Regions from separate parts of the Zea mays genome. Here region 1 is linked to region 2. Evidence: chromatin contacts called from public Hi-C data. All regions are on one chromosome and are shown on one strand. Each heading gives the region's core, a stretch centred on a gene start, on an enhancer-like site or on the middle of the called end of the contact. The rest is flanking DNA. Distances are from core to core; before and after follow the strand shown. Region 1 holds the start of LOC100274583 (DUF1677 family protein). Region 2 holds the start of LOC100286062.

Region 1 (5,878 bases), core at 687-3,186, 210 kb after region 2:
CACAGCGAGACCTAGGATTAACTCAAAATTTTGTAAATTTCGAAAACACGGCGACAAAATTAGACCATAGGATCCGACAGTTTGTCAATTGCCTGTACGTGACAATGACAGCTGTTTGAATGTTTGTTCGTAGGACGCTGATGGAGTGTTTGAATAAATTAGAGCTAATAATTAATTGGCTAAAAAATTATTAGTAGAATTAGATAGAGCTAACTAGTAGCAACTAATAGCTGAAACATTAGCTAGAGTGTTTAGATGTCTCTAGCTAATTTTATCCACTAACTATTAGATGTAGTGCATTCAAACAAACCTAAATCCACGCTAAAATCACAGGAGGATTCTTCATGTCGGACGCGCGACGGAACAAAAAAATTGCGGAAGAAACCATGGATCCTGATTGGGCTCAACTTGGCGCACGTGAAGATGAGCATCGCATTGACAGCCATGCATGATTGGTACTCGCTCCATTGAGCTCAACAAAATCATCGAAGATTAGCATCTCCTTGAACCAATCAACAACCATAGTTCAACATCAAGAGTGGTTAATCTCCCATTTGTTAGACAGACGTGTTTTGGTGGAACCTTAATAGGAATCAGCAAAGACTTATTTTTAAAAAAAAAACTCTCTGAAAACTAAAGGTACCACTGAAAATTTTCTCGCGTACTCGGAAAAGAGGGTCACTCTTACTGAAAACAACTTAGCTCAAAGAAATTGCAAGCAAGTAGCGAGTGTTGTGTTGCCCCCATCTAGAACCTGTTCTTTGGCTGCCAGTCACTTTGCAATTTTTATTTAGAATTCGGTGTTATTCCTGTTTAGAATCGACCACCCCTAGCATTCTTAAATCATAAATATACAGATTGGATGAATTTCAACTAAGGCCATGTTCCAATCTCGCGAGATAAACTTTAGCAGCTTTTTTTTAGCTACTTTTAGCCATTTGTAATCTAAACAGGAGAGCTAATGGTGGTAATTGAAACTAAACTTTAGCACTTCAATTCATATAGCTAAAGTTTAGCAGAAAGCTAAAGTTTATCCTGTGAGATTGAAACGGGGCCTAAATGACATGAAAGATGGGATTCTCCCATCTTGTAGCTTTTATATATACTTCAAATCTCTCACAACCCTCTTTCTCCAAAATTTCTGATGTTCCACATCTCCTAGGGCGTGTACAAGGGTTGGAGAAATTTCAGCGTTCATGTCCGAATTTAAGCATACAAATATTGAGAACTAATCAAAATGCAAATTACGAAAAGAGGACTAGCAGAGTAGCTAGCTAGCGCCGCCTGCAAGAACAAATCTTCGATCCGTCCCATTCAAATTCAGGCAGGCGGTCAAGAGGCTTCCTGGAACTCCACCACCACCACGGCTTTTTCCTCCTTGCCGCCCGCGTCGGCGCCGCGGAGCAGCCGCCGCACCGCGGCGATGAGCCGCTCGGCCGCGGCCGGCGTCCGGCGCCCGCCGAGCGCGTGGCAGAAGGCGGCGTGCCCCGCGATCGCTGCCTCGAGCTCCAGCACCGAGCCGCCCCCGGCGGCGACCTCCTCGCCCACGGCGTCGCCGCAGAGCCCGCACAGCCAGCGCCCGCCGTACCGCGCGCGCACGCCGGCCGCGTACGCCGGCGTGCACTCCTCCCTGAGCCCGCAGCAGGCGCACACCTCCCACTCCTCCGCCTCGGCCACGGCCACGACGGCCGGCGCCACCTCCTGCTCGGCCGCCACGGACATCGGGGAGAAGTCCAGAGAGAGATTCCGCCGCCGCAGTACGGCTGAAGGCAAGGGAATAAGAACTTCTCTTCCACGAATTATTCGAATCCGTCAAGGCAAGGGCGGCGGCGAGGAGGTGTTACTCGGCGGTGGTGAGGGCATGGGGGAGGGGCGGTGGATGGAGCGGCGGCTCGTCCATGGTGGAGGTCTGGAGGAGGTGGAGAGCAGGGCAGCGGAGCTGCGATTGGTGGAGCTGATCGCTCTGGCCTCTGGGTGTGCGGCTTTTGTATTCGAGGAAACGGGGGGTCAGTGCGGCCAGCAGCGTCGGTAAAAATGGCGGGAGGACGGAGGGGGCTGTGCCGCTGTGGCGTGGTGCCGTGGTGAGGTGGTTTGTGTGGGGCCCGCATCGCAAATGATTGAGGTAGGAATCGCTTCGGCATCCGGGGTTTGATGAAACATCGGCTGCTGAGCTGGCAGCGACAGCTATGCTTATTTTGTTATTAGTTGTTAAATTGATGCAGGTCCCCCAAAATTTGAACTAAACATTGATGTTACTCCCTCGTTCTTATAGCCATTTTTTTAATCTTTGGCAGATACTTCTTTTGTCTCAAATTAAAATTCGTTTTAGTCTTTTATTAAATTCATACAATAATTGATGGATGTGTTTTTGTATATATTTATGTCTAGATTTATCATCAAATATTTAAATATAGACATAAAAACTAAGAGCTAAAACAAATATTAATTTAGAACAGATGGGGTGTATTTTCATTATATATTTAAGTATACCTTATGTATAGTTAAAGAATAATGTATGCATGGAACGTTAAGTTTCGACTATGTTCTAGGCTTAACAGTCATTCTCCGAGAATGCAAAATGATCTACTTGCTTATTTGGAGTTATAGCGATGAAGCCAAATGTGCCACTTTTTCGTAATACTATTAGGCATGTTTGGCACCGCGGTATTATTGTGGTTTTGATAAGATAATGTAATATTTGAGGAAACTAATAGGGTGTTTGGTTTAAGGAATCACTATATCCAAATTGAGGTGGTGCATCATGGGTTCATTCCTCAAATTTGGTGGGATGATCCCATTCCTCATATTAATACTAACTAACTAACTATGGGAAATGAGGTGGTGATGGATCAACTCATTCCATTCCATAAACCAAACAAAAAAATTGAGGAGTGAGAAGATGATGAACTAACACATTCCTCCAACCAAACACCCTATAAGTTATTGAAAGACACGAGGGTTTTGGTTGGATTTTGCATACTGCAGTTTTTAATATTACAATATCCTCAAAATTGTAGTAATTTTAGAGTTTTAGAAACTGGAATCACGACCAAAGTTTTGTCTCAGTCGTTGCCATTGGGGTTGCTCACTTTGTGGACGAATCTGACAGCGACAGAATGTGCAGCAGCCGCTGGCCCTTAGATAGGATTGTAACCAAACAGTCCACAATTTCAAGAAATACTACGGTCAGGGACGAAGCACTCGGTATGGCTCACGCGCATACCTTAGCCTGGTCGAGATCGCCATTCACCTGGACACCTGATCATCTTCTCCGTCGTCATTCACAACCCTCACACGCACAGTCGTTGTCATGTGCAACGCGCATTGCGGAGCTGCCACTTGCTCGCGGGCTATAGGCCATCTCCGCGACTTAGGACTATCTAGCTCCGCCCTCAGTGCCCTTCTCCGCTCTGGCAACTAGTGTGGTGCTCCATGCTCTCCAGCTAGTGTGGTGTGCAACCGTGAGCCATGGTCGTGCCTTCATCACGTCAGTGTCATCGTGCGGCCTGCGGACTGTGATTAATGTGTGGTGTGCCAATGCCCAGGTCCCTTGCCCGCTTCCCTTCTCCAACACCAACAACAATCCAAGGCTCCAAGCGTGAAGAGTCCAGGTCAGCTCTACCTGACCGGACAACCTCCGTTCTCGCCTGTGCGGCCGCCCAGTGCCCTCCTATCCTCCCTGCACCTCACTTCCCCTCTCAAGCAATCATGTGTCTAGGGATACTCTCCACTGCCATACATTGTATTTTCGTTCCGCTCTGCCACTGACTACGGTTTTACATAGGTAAAACTCTATACCTAATGTATAAAACCTTAGTATCAAAATACTTTGTTATCAAACATGACCTTACTAGACAGTGACCATTTACATTTTTTAAAGAAAAAATATCGTGTGTTCTTGTGCCTTGTCACGCTGCTCCAGTACCATGTCATAACAACTTTAACTTGTTGTTTGTTGTGTGTGTGTGTGTTTATCTACATCTTATGGGACACTGAAGATGGGAACACCAGCTGGTGGCGCCATGTCATAGGAATAAGCTAACATTAGATGCCAGCACTCAGCACTGGACCGATATATGCTCCACTGGTACTATGCATGTGGAGGACCCGGGCCTACTTGTCCATGTCACGAGCACTTGCTTTTTATGCTCTTGACTAATTGACTTTCAGGGCTCTCAATAGGGCAAGGTGTAGCATCTGCCACACCTTGGTTTTGTCATGACCCACGACTGTCTCCCATCTCTTTTTTGTTTCTTGCTTCATCATATGTATACATCTTTGGGCGAACTCAACAGTTGCCTGAGATATACATGTGCTCGTTTGTCATTCAGTGGGCCAATTACAGAGAATGAAAAGCTGCTTAAGAGTTAAGACTGAGTATTCAACCATCGTAAGAACCCAAGGTGTTGAAGTGAATTGAGACCACAATACACACAGACGGTGGAGCAAGGTGTGAAGCAAAGCATAAAGACGGTGACGACGGCATGCCACGAGTATGTTACGGCACATGCGGCTGACGACAAAGCAAAAGGCGACATGTGTGCGGTACCGGTACCCAAGAAAAAGCCACCCGATGGTCTTGTATTTTTTAATTTTCTTGTCACAGTTGCTTATCATTCATTTCTTCCATATATTCTGAGTGGGTGTTTGGTTTCTAGGGACTAATTTTTAGTCGCTAGAAACCAAACACCCCCGGATTAGGCTTAGCCGTATTCTTGACCTAGTCGGACACACACCTATCTTATTAACTGAGCTCTTGACCTCGTACCTTAATCGGGGCCATCCAACACAGGCTGGTGAGTCCCTATTATGTAGCCCTATAAAAGAAGATGGGGACAAGCGCGCCAAGTTTAACAAGGTTCGCACCACTGTCTACGACTCCTCACCCGAAACACTGGAGCGATCTAGAGAGAGGTTGTCAGCAATGGGAACTTCACCATTGGTCTTCACTGACACCAATGTCGCTTCCCTAACTATCGTTGTCGTAGCACAGAGCTTTACCGACGAACATAATGGCCACCAGATCTAACGACGATATGATATGTTTTATGTGTTTTTGATCTAGTGGTTGTCTATATAAAATCAGTATTGTTTGGTGAAAATATATTGTCATGGTAAAGACACTAGGTTACCCAAGGTATCACACAATGGATTGCTTAGACAAATAGGTCGAGTTTTAACGTCATAGAGTATGTCTACCATATCATGACATCACAAGTATAATGACACATGAATTTTCATAGAAGTTCCCACTGTAGATTATTACGTTTTAATCCTTAGAGCAAGTATAATGAGGTGATGTAGGTAAGATGTAAGATATGTCACATCAGACTTATAGTGACATGAAAAAGAGATGAGAAGCGAGTTGCTCACTGATAGCCATGAATTTGATGCAAAAAAGTGGGTTGTCACATCTTAAAAAGTTTGGTCAAATGAATTTGATGCACACTAGGGACGACTTGGTTACACTAGTGTATCGTCTCGCCACACCTTGATTTTATTTCTTCATCCGCCACTGAACAAATGAGAACTCAACTAGTGACTCGAACTGCAGTGGCACAAATAGTTGTTGGAAACGTTGTGTTATACTTTAAGAAAGATAACGATGGTATATTTTGTAGTTATTTTAACCAAAATGTTTAGAACTTTTTTTGTTGCATAACTCGAGATAGCTTTTTCCTAGCTTATAATCTAAGTTATAGTTTAACTTAGCTAAAAACTATATGGAGTATGTTATTTTAGTTTTTTAGTCGAGGCTTCTCAAATTTGACAAGATTTTTAATATATACATATACATTTATGGATGTCAAGATCAAGACATATTTTATAAAGAGACTAATTTACTGTGCACTTTCTATAAGCTTGGCTGGATTTGGAT
Region 2 (6,349 bases), core at 1,701-4,200:
CTCGAAACATTGAACTGATTACTATTTTTGAGCTGGCTGTACTCTTTATCCCTTCTGACCAAAGGTTTTTAATGAGACAGCCACAAAACAGCTCAATTTTATTTGGTCATATATGTTCTGTACTTGAGTACCTCTATTTTCTTATTATTATTGTTGCATTTTATATGTGGGCCGGTCTGGCACATTACGACATTTTGGGTTTTTTGGGCCAGCCTAGCACACATAAGTAATTGTGTGCCGTGCCGTGGGCCGTTGGCTCGGCCCATGTGCTGGCACGGCACGACCCATAATTGGGGTTGTGCCTTTGTGTGCCGTGCCTTTGTGAGCCGTGCCTAGATGTGCTTGTGCCGTGCCGGGCCAGGCCGGCCCACATGTACAACTATAGTTGCGATGTTCTCAGGTAAAAGAAGAAATCTGTACCATATTTTTTTCCTTTTTGAAATTTACCATTGATTTAATGGAATGAACTGAACCTGTCCAGCGATCTTATTACAAACAATCGAGTCGGCTACCACTGACCAATCGCCAATGCACCTTGGTAAATTATTGCGCGCTACCACTAACCGAGGGGTCAGGCTTGTGAGAAGCCAGCAAGAAGTCCAGCATGACCTTGTTGAAGCGAGCCGGATCCTCCAGCTGAGGAGCGTGGCCTGTCTTCGGTATCACCTCCAGCCTAGCGGTCCCGTTCAGAGCCCTGCCGACACAGCGACAAGTCAGTTGGTGTTACTTAGCAGTCAGCACGGGCTGAGCCATCTGTTTGTTTGTTTTTATTTTGTTTCGGGCATACAACACAGTGTGCCTGTGAAGAAACGCTCGTACCTCTGAACCGCAAACGCCTTCTCCACCGGGAACAGCTGGTCGTGGTCTCCCCATACAATCAGCACTTCCTGCACAACGCACGTCCATGGCGAAATTTCAGTCACAGGCTCACAGACAGAGGCGCGGGCGTGCGGCTAGCTAGAGGCCAGAGCGTCATCTGATAGCGCGCCGCGCGCGAGACAACCTGCGTTTTTAACAGTACCTGAGATATTGGCGTCACTTGGAACTTCTCTGTCCCGACCGTAATCCCCTTCAGCAGATGGACAAGCCGCTCCCTGTTCTGCGTGAAGAGTTTCTGACAGATGACAGGTAAAGGGAAGAAAAAAAAAGTTCAGTGCTAGGAGTTCTTCGCTGAATGCTGAACTGGCTGGACCAGTGGACACTGGACAGGCAACATCTAGGCCCAGTCGCAGAAGAGAACGGACAGACTCCAACCATATATACGGTCGATTCGCGATTCCTGTCGGGTCAAGCTAGTGGTTGGGCATTAATGACGGCTGGCGAGTTGCGCTGACGAAACGAAAGTGCGTACTACAATACTCCTCAGTACAACAAAAAAAAACAATAAAATTACTCGTATGGTTTCTCGAGAAGTCAGTTTTAAGATTTTAACTACATATATAAAGATATATTGATTTCGTAATCCATGAAAGGTATCCTTAGATTTATTATGAAGTATATTTTTTGTAACAAAGTTAATTATCTAAAGATATAAAAGTCGATAGTATGTTCTATATATTCGGTCAGTTATTATACCCCTGTAGCAGAAGAGATTGACTCCCGAAGAATAGTACGAGAGAGCCAGTTATTTTACATGTTACACGTTGCTGCTGCCCTGATCGGCTGCGGTTTTTGCAACGCTGTAGCTTGTAGCTGTTGCACATCTTTCCGTAACAGCCACAGTACCAAGTAGGCAAGTACCAACAGGGGGGAAAAAATTGAACCTGCAGCAACATCCTAAACAGCTGCAGCCATCTGTGGGTTTCCCGTCGATCTGAATCTAACGAAAAGGAAGCTGCTGCGACTGCAGAGTTACCGACCGTGTTGTTAGTTTGTCGCTATATACTCCTGCAGAATGTAATGCTGCATCGCACCCATTTGTCTAGAACATCTAAACTTGGGCACTCCTTCCACGTTACTTTGACTATTGTTTAATAAAAAAAAACACGAGCAATTCTAGTGTCCAGGATTCCGAGGTGACGTTGACTTCCGGCGCAAAAGAAACGGTCAAAAAGAGGGAGGATTCCGCTTAGCACAAGGCACAAGCACCGCACCGCACCTGGATGAAGTCACGGAGCAGGAAGTCCGGCGTCACCAGCCGCGGCGGCGGGCGGCAGGAGGCCAGCTCCAGGAGCTTCCGCAGCGCGGCGGGCTCGGCGGGGAGGAGGATCTCGTCCACGCCGCCCCACCCTTCGCCGGCGCGCTTCAGGAACGCCCTGTCGTCGGCAGCCGTCTTGAGCAGGTCGGAGCTGGCGATCACCACGGGGCCGACCCTGGCGGGCCCCGCCTCGCGGGCCAGCCAGTACGCCACGAACCCGCCGTAGCTGGTGCCCGCCACGGCCACGCGCCGGCGCTCCATCCCGGGCAGCGCGCCCAGCAGCGCCGCCAGCACCGCGGCCTGCGTCGCCTCCGTCGGCGGCGGCGCCGTCTCGGACGGGTACGCGCTGCCGCCGAAGCCCAGGAGGTCGGGGATGATGACGTGGAAGTGGCGCGAGAGCGGCCCCACCTGGCAGCGCCACTGCCAGTCGGCCCGGGGCCCGAAGCCGTGGACCAGCAGGAGCGGCGGGAGCTCAGGCTCCCCCTGCGGAGCCCAGTACTGGACGGTGCAGGTCGCCCCGGCGCCGCCGTCGGGGTACGGGAGCGTGACGGCGTTCTGGTGGAGGCCGGCGCGCAGGCACTCGCGGCGGGCGAAGTAGTCGAGCACCGGCACCAGGCTCAGGCTGGCCCCCATGGCTCTGGCTCTGGTTGGTGACAGTGACACGGAGCTACTAGTCCGGCACCTTCAGTTTGCAGAGTGTGTGCAAGTGTACGTGCTAAGAGAACGGGGGGCGCGATGGTTAGCTTAAAGAGAGCGTGTTTGGTGGCGAAAATGGGCATTGCAGTTGCAGATTTGCAAGGGAAAAGTGGTTGAGTGGACCAAACATTATTGCTGAACTTGAAAGGATGGAACAGTTTTTAGGGAGGGAGCAGTGCGCGGGCCACAACGAAAATTTTAGTTGGAGAAAAACTTGTATCTCGCATTGTTGGCCGTCGTCAATGCCCGTAAATTTCAGTTCGGCTGTTCTAGTATAGGTTCATTCGCTTCTTTTTTTACTACCGTCTATTGTGCTCACTTAATACATATAACTATATATAAGAGCTAAAAAAAGGATTACCAAGTTTTCTTATGCAAATTGATATAAAGTGAATGGAGGCAAGTATCCGGATTCACATCAAATTTGGAGCTTCAAAGCCCAAAACCATGCTAAGAAACAACTCTAAGAGACTCTTTATATTGTTCTTAATGAATAAGGATAGAGATTTTTTTATAGAAAACACCTTCCGACGACAGCCATCTTCTATTTCGTATTTCTCACTAACCAAATATAGAAGAAGTGGATGACTATCTAGAGTGCAAACATGATTTAGAAAAGTTGTTGGATATTAGAAATATATAGAAAGTGGTTTTTATGTAAACAACTCTCTAAAAGATAATATAGAGAGTAAAATTTAGAAAGATTCTTGGAGATGCTCTAAGATAGATTATAATGTATTTCTGGTTTATTTTGCTATACTTTTTTAATGTTTGGTTTTTATTTGATTTCATCTATGAGTGTTTTGCCCCATCAGTTGGTAGCTAAAAATACAATAGCAGCAACCGATGGTTAGTCGCTAAAAAGATGCCGACTGCTAAAGCTTTTAGCGACGACACTTTTTAACCTAATATGATCACCTGGTGACTTATGTTAGCACGACTTCACTTTGCGCTCCAGTCTCACGTCCGTAAAAAAAATACAAAGCGAGCACTCGAACTCACATACCTGATTTAAAATTTTAAAACTAACCACTAGATCACACGCACTTTAATATTTAAAAATAAATAATAATTATATTTAAATATATATTTTAATATTTATTTATATGATATATAATAAATCGTAACAAATCACGGGCACGGATGCAGGCAACTTACCAGTGCAACTTGAAGTTCCCTTCTCTCCAAGCGGACTAGCGGAGCCTTCGACTTCGAGGGCGGGGCGGTGTGCGGTGATGACGTTGCCATAGTTAAGGAGGAGCGTCCGATGGTGGGGTCCATGCAGCGAAACACTGGCGATGGTTTACACGTGGCCATCACAATACGTCGAACACAAGACTAGGGGCCTGTTTGGTTTGTGGCTAAATGTGCCACACTTTGCCTAAGGTTAGTCGTTCGAATTGAATAACTAACCTTAGGCAGAAAAGTTAAGTAAAATGTGACAACTGAGGTAGTGAACCAAACAGGCCCTACATACGATACATATGGGAGTGGCGGCCACGGGAAGAATTCTGGTCTCCCCTTTGTTTAAACTTCTTTTCTGAAAGAGATGCTTGTACACCAAAAGGATGATGTTATGTAGAGGCAACACCTCTTTGTTTAAACTTCTTTTTTATTTCCTGAAGGAGAGATGATTGCTCACCAAGAGGATGATGTTATGTAAAGGCAGGGCAAGAAGATACGGCAACCAGAAATTGGGTTAAACACTAGTCTTCTATATGCTGCACAAGTGGGCTGTCAGCGACTAGTGGTCCATCAGCACAGCATCACAAAAGGATAGCTCTGGAATAATGCTAGTATAACCTTGTTGAAAAGGGCAGTCAGTAAAGGCACCCGCCCGCGCAACAGCAGGAGCTTGTGATTTGTTAGCTTTAAGACAATCTCTTCTTAAATAATGTTGCCTTTTCACAATGACTTATCAATAATGTTGTCTTTTTCACAATGACTTATAATATAATTAGACCAACATGACAACCTCATGTGAACCTAAAATACGTGCACAAAACCAGTTTTTGATCAGGAGGTAGCTTTTCTCCCTTTCTTTATTGAAATATAAAATAAAATGCTTGAATTTAGCTTACAAATTATTGTTGGAGCTGTCATAAATATATCGTTATCTCATGAGGCTGAGCATGAAGAAACAAAGAGACAGACTGTGCGCACCAGATAAAGACAGCTCTCCGAATTTCGGCCGCACAAGCTCGTTCTTTCAGACATTATTGTACAAAACAAACTAGTCCGGAGCGACGCTTCTCTGTACTTTTGTAACCAGTAGCCCCAGCGCTGCATGATTGCGGGGCGGTGGGGGCGTCTGCGTGCGTGCAGGTCATTGCCGCTCCGCTGCTTAACTACAGCTGGCGTTCGCACTGTTGCAGCTCTGCAACGCAAGTACGCAGGCACCTGCGAGCAGGCCTCCGTTTGGTTGTGGGCCTGGACGGGAGAAGGCCTCGTCCTACTTGCGGCCCGCGCCGGCTCCCGGGCCGACCCGCTCGTCCAGGAGGAACGACTTGATGGAGCGGTTGACGTGGTCGGCGCCCTCCAGCTGCAGCGCGTGCCCTGCGTCCCTGACGATCTCTAGCCTGGACCTCTCGCCCAGAAGCCTGCGTTCACGCGCAGTGCAATGGCAGCGCTCTGAGCGATAAGAAGCGAAGTGGCGTGGTGGGTTGCGTTGCGTGCAATGCAAAGAGAGCAAGGATCTTCGGCAGTGCGGCGGTGCTGCGGCTGCGCTAGCTGTGCGTTTTTTTTACCTACCTGTGCAGCCTGTGGCCGAGGTCGACGGGGAACACCTGGTCTTTGTCGCCCCAGATGATCAGTGTTTCCTGGAGGGAACGGATCGGAAGCCCAAAATTGTTAGTATTTTTGTTTTGTTAGTGTTCCTGCGAGTTCATATGGTAATTGCATAATTAGTACTGCATCCGTCCCAAAAATAATATTCGTTTTAACCCTTGATTTTTATGTCTATATTGTAGTAGATGATAATGAATATAGACACATACAAAGTATTATATGAATCAACTAAAAAACCAAAACGGATTTTATCTTGGAACCTAAGGAGTAAGTGCGATGTCGTAGTGGGGTGGTACGTACCTGGGTAAGAACCGGGAGGGGGTCGAAGCCAGCTCCGGTCTTGAGCAGTTCGTGCAGCAACTCTGCCCTTTCCCTTTTCTGGTCCACGTACATGAGCTGCATGAGACGGGAAAAAAAAGAAAGTGTGGGAGATGTGTATGATGTACTGTACCAAAGCCCTGAGCCCTCAGGCCGGGGACAGGCAAGCCTCCCGTCAGGACGATTTTCGGGTCTAGCTATCCATCCACTGCCATGCGACATGGGTGATGGGTGGCACGTTCCACACGCTCACTGGGCCACGTTGCGTGCCGCATCCTAGAACTACTCCTTGTTGCGGTTACGTGCTCGGAAACCATTGCACGCGGACGAACGGCAGCCGCTGGGGCGTCGGGTACTCGGGTCGGTTCATCGTGACCAGCGCGAAAGCGAGACGGGACGGAAGCAAGCACA

The links. A called contact is a pair of places that touch in the nucleus more often than the background predicts.
Region 1: a Hi-C map of ear shows a contact between it and region 2, with 1.7 times the contacts expected there. The contact joins the promoter of LOC100274583 here to the promoter of LOC100286062 in region 2. A contact is called at or near these places in 4 of 25 Hi-C or Micro-C datasets (bundle sheath, ear, leaf and 1 more).

Annotation. Positions count from the first base shown.
Region 1 is chr1:16,854,745-16,860,622 of Zm-B73-REFERENCE-NAM-5.0, forward strand. It overlaps LOC100274583 (DUF1677 family protein), which reads right to left and starts at 1,937. Exons shown (of 1, transcript NM_001148936.1): 1 at 1,062-1,937. The coding sequence starts at 1,722. The coding sequence ends at 1,333.
Region 2 is chr1:16,638,971-16,645,319 of Zm-B73-REFERENCE-NAM-5.0, forward strand. It overlaps LOC100286062, which reads right to left and starts at 2,951. Exons shown (of 4, transcript NM_001370739.1): 1 at 2,099-2,951; 2 at 1,022-1,114; 3 at 820-887; 4 at 425-694. The coding sequence starts at 2,770. The coding sequence ends at 544. It overlaps LOC100284273, which reads right to left. Exons shown (of 4, transcript NM_001159058.2): 2 at 5,921-6,016; 3 at 5,585-5,652; 4 at 4,848-5,433. The coding sequence ends at 5,286. It overlaps LOC109942747 (a long non-coding RNA gene), which reads left to right. Exons shown (of 2, transcript XR_002265496.2): 2 at 1-28.